2 separate regions of the Gossypium hirsutum genome follow, and region 2 is linked to region 1. The links are chromatin contacts, called in public Hi-C maps. All regions are on one chromosome and are shown on one strand. Each heading gives the region's core, a stretch centred on a gene start, on an enhancer-like site or on the middle of the called end of the contact. The rest is flanking DNA. Distances are from core to core; before and after follow the strand shown. Region 1 holds the start of LOC107904104 (60S ribosomal protein L35). Region 2 holds the start of LOC107904111 (psbP-like protein 1, chloroplastic).

The links. A called contact is a pair of places that touch in the nucleus more often than the background predicts.
Region 2: a Hi-C map of leaf shows a contact between it and region 1, with 1.6 times the contacts expected there. The contact joins the promoter of LOC107904111 here to the promoter of LOC107904104 in region 1. A contact is called at or near these places in 2 of 34 Hi-C or Micro-C datasets (hypocotyl and leaf).

The regions. Positions count from the first base shown.
Region 1 is chrD05:32,954,773-32,958,675 of Gossypium_hirsutum_v2.1, forward strand. LOC107904104 (60S ribosomal protein L35) reads right to left here and starts at 2,159. Exons shown (of 4, transcript XM_016830371.2): 1 at 1,907-2,159; 2 at 1,647-1,782; 3 at 831-987; 4 at 282-496. The coding sequence starts at 1,910. The coding sequence ends at 422. It overlaps LOC107903001 (dirigent protein 25), which reads right to left. Exons shown (of 1, transcript XM_016829079.2): 1 at 3,378-3,903. The coding sequence ends at 3,487.
Region 2 is chrD05:33,141,764-33,145,991 of Gossypium_hirsutum_v2.1, forward strand. It overlaps LOC107904111 (psbP-like protein 1, chloroplastic), which reads right to left and starts at 2,400. Exons shown (of 8, transcript XM_016830378.2): 1 at 2,052-2,400; 2 at 1,821-1,944; 3 at 1,551-1,631; 4 at 1,343-1,425; 5 at 1,058-1,180; 6 at 886-957. The coding sequence starts at 2,117.

The DNA of each region.
Region 1 (3,903 bases), core at 909-3,408:
CATAAAAGTATTCCATCGCCATTTAAATTCTCACTCAAGATTCGCCTTAATAAGAATTGACATTGCCATCTTCAGCGTTGACATCAATTAGGAGGGGTATAAAATCATGACTGAAGCCACCTCAGGGAATGCCGAGGAGAAGTTCCCACATATGGCATTGACCACCAAAGATCCCAGCATGACACTAGTGAGATGTTTCAAAACAAAGATAAATGGATTTCATTTCTAACCTCCATCTAAATTTCATTCTTAAGCAGAAAGTCCCTCATTTAATTTACCACTTCCATCAAAAAGATTAAAATCTAGATTTGACATATGGGAAAATGTTCAAAAACATAAAAACCAAACAAAATCACAGCTCGGGTTTTCACAAATAAGTAAACACAAACGGATTTGAAAATAGAATCTCAAATATCTTATCCTACACCTTAATGGCATACTTCCTCATTGGGAAGTACATTTCCTTCTTCTTTTCACGTTCTGTCTTCAGCGATGCCTAGGGCAAGCAAACAAATCGATATTCAGATGCAACCGAACAAGCTATACAAACAGCAAGCAAACTAAACCCGAATACATGTTTCATTGATAGTTCTATGCATTCAAGATGGATGGAAGCGGCATGGCAGCTGAAATGACATGATTTTATGTTATTCTGATTTCCGACTATTCATTTTCTTAATGTACTCATGTCTGACACCTATATCAAGCACATCTTCAGACATGGGTATGTGAACTTAACCCGAGACTCACACTAGGATTTTAGTAAAATATACTTATTCAACAAAAGCTATAATAAAAGCATATTCGCATAATCAAAAGAATGTCTGTACCTGATGCTTGGTAAGCCTTCTCCTGATGGCTCTGGTCTTCTTTGGACGGAGATCAAGGGGCAAGAACTTCTTCTTCTTATATGCCTCCCTCAGTGCAGCCTTCTGCTTCTGTGAGATCACCGTCAACACCTGAGCAATTGATAACCTCACCACCTTTCTGCATTCATACAAACAGAAGACTCAAAACAACATGCCAAAACCAATGAATCCGGAACCGGAACAAAATCAACAAGGTCTAATAAAATATTGAACAAGTCATAAATGAAACTCATATACAAAGCACTCCAAAGTGTACAGTTTCAAAACCAACATATACATTAGTCCTAACTAGCTCTTTAAAAGCTTAACTTGCCAATCAAATGATATCAGAATTGATATCGCTACTTTGCTTTTCACTTCTCATATAGTCACCAAATGATATAATTGGAGGGAGAAAAAATGGCATATGGCTAAAATAAATATAAATTCAAACATATTGTTCCATACATAAAAGCGAAATTATTAAGCTTCTTAATGAAATTCAATTTCTTAAATGTTTTAACATTTTATTGATCACAACACATTTTAACAACTATAAAGAAGGAAAACTTTGTTCCAGAGATACCAGCAATTCACTTTCACTACATAGCAAAAACAATATAAGAAAGTACCAATCGAACAAGAAAATCCTTTGTTAAAAACAAATGAATACCCATTTCTCCGAATAAAATAGGAAATCAAGTTCCATTTTCATATACCCAATTAACCCTAAACTTAGGATCCATAGCTAACACATAAAACAGATTAAAAAAGAACAATACAGAGAGAGAAAATTACATCTTCGAAAGCTTGTTAGGTGCACCACCGGTAACTTTGGCAACACGAAGAAGAGCGAGCTCAGCTTTGAGATCTTTCAACTGAGCCAAAAGCTCAGTTTTTGATTTCTGTCTCAACTCATGGACCTTGATTCTCGCTGTTTTTTTAAGCGATTTACAAACAAAAACATGAAACAAAGATTAAAACACATGAAAAATCCATGTTTGATTTTAGGAAATGCAAGAAAAATATAAACATTTTAAAGGCATTTGAAGAGTTACCCATTGCTTCTTCCGCTGCTCTTCAGAAGTGAGTGCAATGCCGGCTTCGCTCTGTCTTTCTTAAAGTATGACGAAACCCTAATATTAAAAGGAGACTAGGGTTTTAAAGAATTGGGTTAAATTTGGTTTATTTTATTGTAGTTTATTGGGCTTTAATATACTATGGGCTTCTAAACTTGGGCTTGTTTGGATAAAGTCTAATGGAGGAATGAGTATTGCTTCTCCACAAATCGATTTTTATATTTTTATAAATATTTAAAAAAGAGTTGGATTAAAATCTTTAAACAACCCGGCAATAATTACAATATTATTCTAGTATAACATCTAGCCGTTGATGTTTCATGATTATTTCTGGGGTTCCTATAAGACTATCAGATCATAAGAGAATGCTTTCATAATCCCAGTTATCATATATGCACCTCTATTAACTTCTCTTGGAATCTTCTACAAATAAGTAGGTCACTGTACAATTGTCTACAAGGCCTATTTAAAATGGCTTCTATAGTTTGAGAACAAATTGTTTCGACCAGAATATTAACCCAATTAGCATCTCACGTCATAAGGAGTCCATTATAGATAGTCCAAAGTTTAGTCTGCACAACATTACATCTACCAATATTTCTCCCAACTCCTCCACGCCACGTACCAAGTTCTTCTCTAGCCACAACAATTCTTGATGCAACCCCTGAAATAAGATCCCTTGACCCATCCTTAAAAAAAAGCTTTTAACTCTATTTACAATATTTAAGGACAAGTTGAGAATTAAATTGGCTTAATGATAAATGCTACTAACGTTTATATATTTTGTCAAAATGGCATTAATTGTATTTTTGAGCCTTTTTTGGTCACCAACCTTTATTTTTTTTCAAATTGTTTTTTTTCAACAGATTTGATAAAAGTACCATTAAAAAAATTAACAAGATGATGTGGAATTTCATATGTGAAATATTTTTAATGAGATGTAATCTATTACTTAGGTAACCCAATAAAATAATTACACGTGGAAAACAATAAAATAAATAAATAATTCATGAAGTTAAAAAAACAACTTTTTTTAGTTTGAAGAAAATAAACGTAATTATCTAAAAAAATGTTTCAAAATGAATGCACACATTCAATATTTTTGATATAGATTACATCTCATTAAAAATATTCCACATGAAATTTTACATCATCCCGTTAAATTTTTTTAACGGCACTTTCATCAAATCTATTAAAAAAATTTTGAATAATAGAAAAGTTGATGGCAAAAAAAAAGCTCAAAAATACAATTGAGATCATTTTGACAAAGCATGTAAACATTAGTGACTAAATTTGTGATTTAGCCAATTAAATTTATCATTATAAATTTTTGTATGAAATTTTTAATAACTCAATCCGATTTTTTATTGGTTAATTCGGATCTTACATATTCATTTAACCGGATAAATCAACTCAAAATTTTGGCAACAAATTCTAAATTTTTCATTTTTTTGTCAGATTCATAACACAGTATAATTTTCCAAATAAATCACATAAAATTTCACTATTTTTATAAAAAAAAATTCAGAAATCTTTGAATTTTGACTCTCAAATCAGATCTAATAGGTAATATAAACAGTAAACTCTAGCACTGTCTCAAAGCCATCAGTCTCCTGCTGTTGATTGCTTGCTGGTATAGTCTTAACAATGGCGAAACCTTTTGCATTAACATATTTCCCAGTACCACCCATGATGGCCAAATGAGACTCCGATACACCGATCCGATGAACCCCAAAGAAGCTAAGGGTGTCAGCGTAGTGTCCACTCTCGAACATGGCCGTAAATGCCATGGTTTGACTGTTCCCATCGATTGAGCTAGCCACATAGAACCCTTGTGCCTTGCCTAGGAACCCAGAACCTAGCTCATGTCCGACAGTCAGTTCGTCGTCGATGACCGTCATGGTTCCGAACATGAGCTTTTGCAGTGCCGACCCTGAAGGAAGTTGGCCCCCAGTTAGGACGGGGAAGTTGGAAGC
Region 2 (4,228 bases), core at 1,150-3,649, 190 kb after region 1:
AGAAGAATGACAAATCAGATTTTTCCTCCTGATTTTAAGCTTTTTGTCTCCAATAAAAAATTCAAATCCAACTAAAAAAGCTGAAAATAAGGAGGAAAAATCTGATTTGTCATTATCCTATTGGAAAGGGATAAGGATGAGATAGAATCATAGTTTCATACAATCCCTTCTAATGTATTTTAAGGGTTTTGAATGATCATATCCTCATACCTATGTCCAAAAATATATCCCGTACAGATATCAAATACAGATATTTCAAGAAAAATTAAGAGTTAGAGTAACATAAACTAGGAGAGCATTTGACATTCAAAAGCTCAAAGTCTATTTAGCCATTCCATATACTATAAATGATACGAATGGATCTGTTAATTAGACAGAACATTAATTCATTACATGAAAATAACTAAAAGATGACCAAACATGAACACATCAATCCATTCAAATCTTATGTTTTGTCAAAGTTTATATTGATGCATCAAACATGATTGTAAAATGTGAAAATAACATGAGCACATCATAAATATGCTTATTGTTAAACCTACCATCTTAATATGATCGACACCTAAACATGCAGGTCCAAACAACATATCCTAACAATCCCTACAACACTACAAGAGGGTAATTAGATGAACTAGTTGAGAAACTTGTCCAGATAAAAGTAGGGCTGCATTCCAGGAAAATATAAACACTATCATAGGATGTGTTTTCATGTACGAGGCCCTGTATCCATGTCTGGATATACATCGTCAGAACCAAGTGTTGGACACGAATATTTAAAGAAGAATGAAGAATCAGAGCAATATAGTCAAAAATAATAAAGGCAGTACAATAAAAGAAAGGGTAACAAATCCATCTTTGAATCAAACAAAAAGGCAGGAAACAAACCTCTCCTGCCTGAATTAGCTTTGTTTTCTGAGTTGGAGGAGCCAAAACTTTCTTGATTAGTGTTTCAGCAACCTGTGAGAATTTATCGTGAGAACTAAGATCTCACTCTCTCTTTTTTTTTTTTTTATGTCCTCAATATGATGATATATAATATAGGCTATCCATGGCAAACCTCTTGCGGAGATCCGAAATCTCGAATATCTTGTTTGCTAGTTGGTATCATGTTCACACTAACGCTTTCTAATGGCTCAATAACATCTTTGAACACCTTGTCTTGACCTTCAATAACTACTTCCTACACAATTGCAAGAGAGACTAGTTACTGTCAATTCTAATTTTCATTAAATCGAATCCGTAAATTACTATGTTACTCTGAATCGGAGACATAGCTGTATCTAATACTCACTCTCGAATCCGAGTAACATAGAATAGAGGTAATTAAATGCACAAAGTTTACCTGCCACCCAAATGGATAGAGAAATGTGTATCCATCTTTCTTGTCAGTGACTGGAAGAAATCCCTTCTTAGTTTCTGCAGCAACTGAACCATATGAATGTGTCCTCTTAGCATATCAGGAAATTTTATTCAAAGAAGCAAGTGGACTTGATTTTAATTAGATCCAAAAACCTTAGATGGGATAATAACATTGGATCGAATATACATACACGCAATAGGAGTTCGGTCGACAATTGAAACCAAAGGAGCAATGATGCCAACGGCAATCATTCGGCGTCTCCCACCACTATCTGAAAATTAAGAAAAGAAAAAAGAAATACAATATAAGCATTAATATATAGAAAAAATAATAATAAAGAAATGCTGTATAAAATCTCCACAAATACCTCTAATCTCTATGCCAGAATTTACAATTACAGGATTAAGAAAAAAAAATTAAAAGAAGAAGAAGAAGAAGGAGAAGAAGAAATTAAATTCACCTTGAAACTGAGAAGAGCTAGAAGCAGCGGCAGGTGGAGATGATAAATGCTCACCCCGGACATGAAGAGGAACACTTGTTTTACAGCAAAGAAATGCTCCATGAGAAAGCTTCTGCAACCCTCTCTGTTTAACGAATGGAAGGAGCAAAATCCAATCATAAAGAAAAAAAAATAGAAAAGACCCAAAGCTGTAAAACAAAATAGATTGACAATGTTGATGAGAAAAGAAACCTGGGGAAAGGAATTAGTGAACAATGTATGATGAAGGGATGGCATAGAATTCTGCAAAGCTGCCATTGTTTAATATTCTGTGTTTCAGTTCATATGAACTAGTGAAGAAAAAAAAAGTAGAAATCTTCATTGATGGTTTTGTGGTGGAGATTTGTTCATCTTTGGATTGTTATCCGTTGAGAAAGAGTGCAAGTGGCTTTTCATGTCACACGTATATAAGGCTTTTGAAGCCTACTAGATTTTGGTTTGTTGGATTTGGATTGGACCCACCTTCTCTCTTATTATAATTCTTCGACTTGCTAAACTTGTAACTATTTTCTGTACAAAAAGTTTTCAGACTTAGGCTTCCTTGCACGGTAAACTTGCATCGCCTAATATTAAAAATAGCTATCACGAGATTAATTATTTTAGTAATTGAGATTAAAATTAATAATGTGATATGTGTTTGAATATAAAAATAAAGATAATGGTGAAATTAAAATTTAAATAATTATTAAAGATATTAAATTAAAATGTGAATACATTAAAAATAAATAATTAAAATTATATTTATGTTAAATAATGATTCATAATGTCAAAAATTCTATTATTACTTTATTAAAAATATATTATGGAAAATATTTAAATTGTTTTTTGGGTTTGTAATAATTTTATTAGCTGGGAGGGAGGTTTAAAGTGAATCGGCCCTGGAGCTTTCAATGGTTACGAGACATTGACGGTGTGATGAGATTGCACTTGTTTCCCAAGTGTGATTTCGGTGTCAGTGCAAAAGCATAAAGGGGTATATACCCGTTAGGGAGAGTTGGGATTAAGTACTTAATTAACATTCTTAAAATATATTAATGTGTAACTGGCAATTAATAGTATGGTAACACGTGGTAATATCATATTTTTGGTGTTTAAAATTTTTTACACATACAGAATGAATTTGGATAATTGGTTGTCTAATTCATTTTAGAATCCCTTTATAGTATTTATATGTATATATATTATTTTTTATGACATATCAGATTTTTTATATTTTATTATTACTTTGATATTTAAAATATATAAAATCTAAAAAAATTAAAATTTATGAATTTACAAAAATATTAAAAATATTATTTGGCATTAGAATGAATATCTAGACATGTTTTTTTTGAGTAATTTTATATATTTTAATATTTCATATTATGACCATATTTTTATATTATTAAATTAAAAATAAATAAAATCTGATATTTTATAAAATTTTATATTTTATACATTTTTTATAGTTTTATTTTATATAAATCATATATATATTTATATATTTGGACAAATATATTTTATAAAATCTAATATATTTTTATTTTTATAAATTTTTATGTGAAATAATATATTTTATAAACATAAGATGTTATATATGTTTTAATTTCATAATAATATAAAATATAATATTTTATGAAAATTAAAAATATATACAAGTACTCAAAAACATGTTTGAAATGAATCTAGACAACCAATTGTTTCGGTTCATTCTAGTGTCAAAAACTATTTTTAATATTTTTACAAATTTATATATATTTAATTTTTTAGATTTTATATATTTAAAATATAAAAATATAATATGTAATTAAAATTTAAAATATATAAAAATTTTAAAAAAATTATGTCTAGAATGAAGTTGGACAAATGGTTGTCCATATGCAAATGAACCTAGACAATCAATTGTCCAACTTCATTCCCCATATGTAAAAATACAATTTTATTTTATAAATTTTAAATATTTTATTTATTAAAAATTGTTGCAAATTAAATAAAATATATGTATATTTTAAAAATTATTATAAGCAAATATTAATACTTATTATAATCATGTAATGATTTAAAACGGAATTAGATTTCGTTATAGGAATAAATTAAGCGTGACAAAAAGTTGAAGGGCCTATTCTGCAAATTTTACACTAACCTAGAAAAAGAATAAAACTAATTAGGGTTTATTTATATGCTTGTCAATAGTTGAGGAGTAGAGGTGCTCATGGCCGGGCCGGGCTCCAAAAAAATTCAGCCCGAGTCCTAGTCCCGATCCCGATTCGACTCAAAATATGGGCTTGAAATTTTGTCCAAGTCTGGCCCGGAAAAAATTCTTAAGCTCGAGCCCAGCCCGGCCTATTTTTTAAGTAAAACACCAAAAATTTATTTTAAAAATAAAAAAG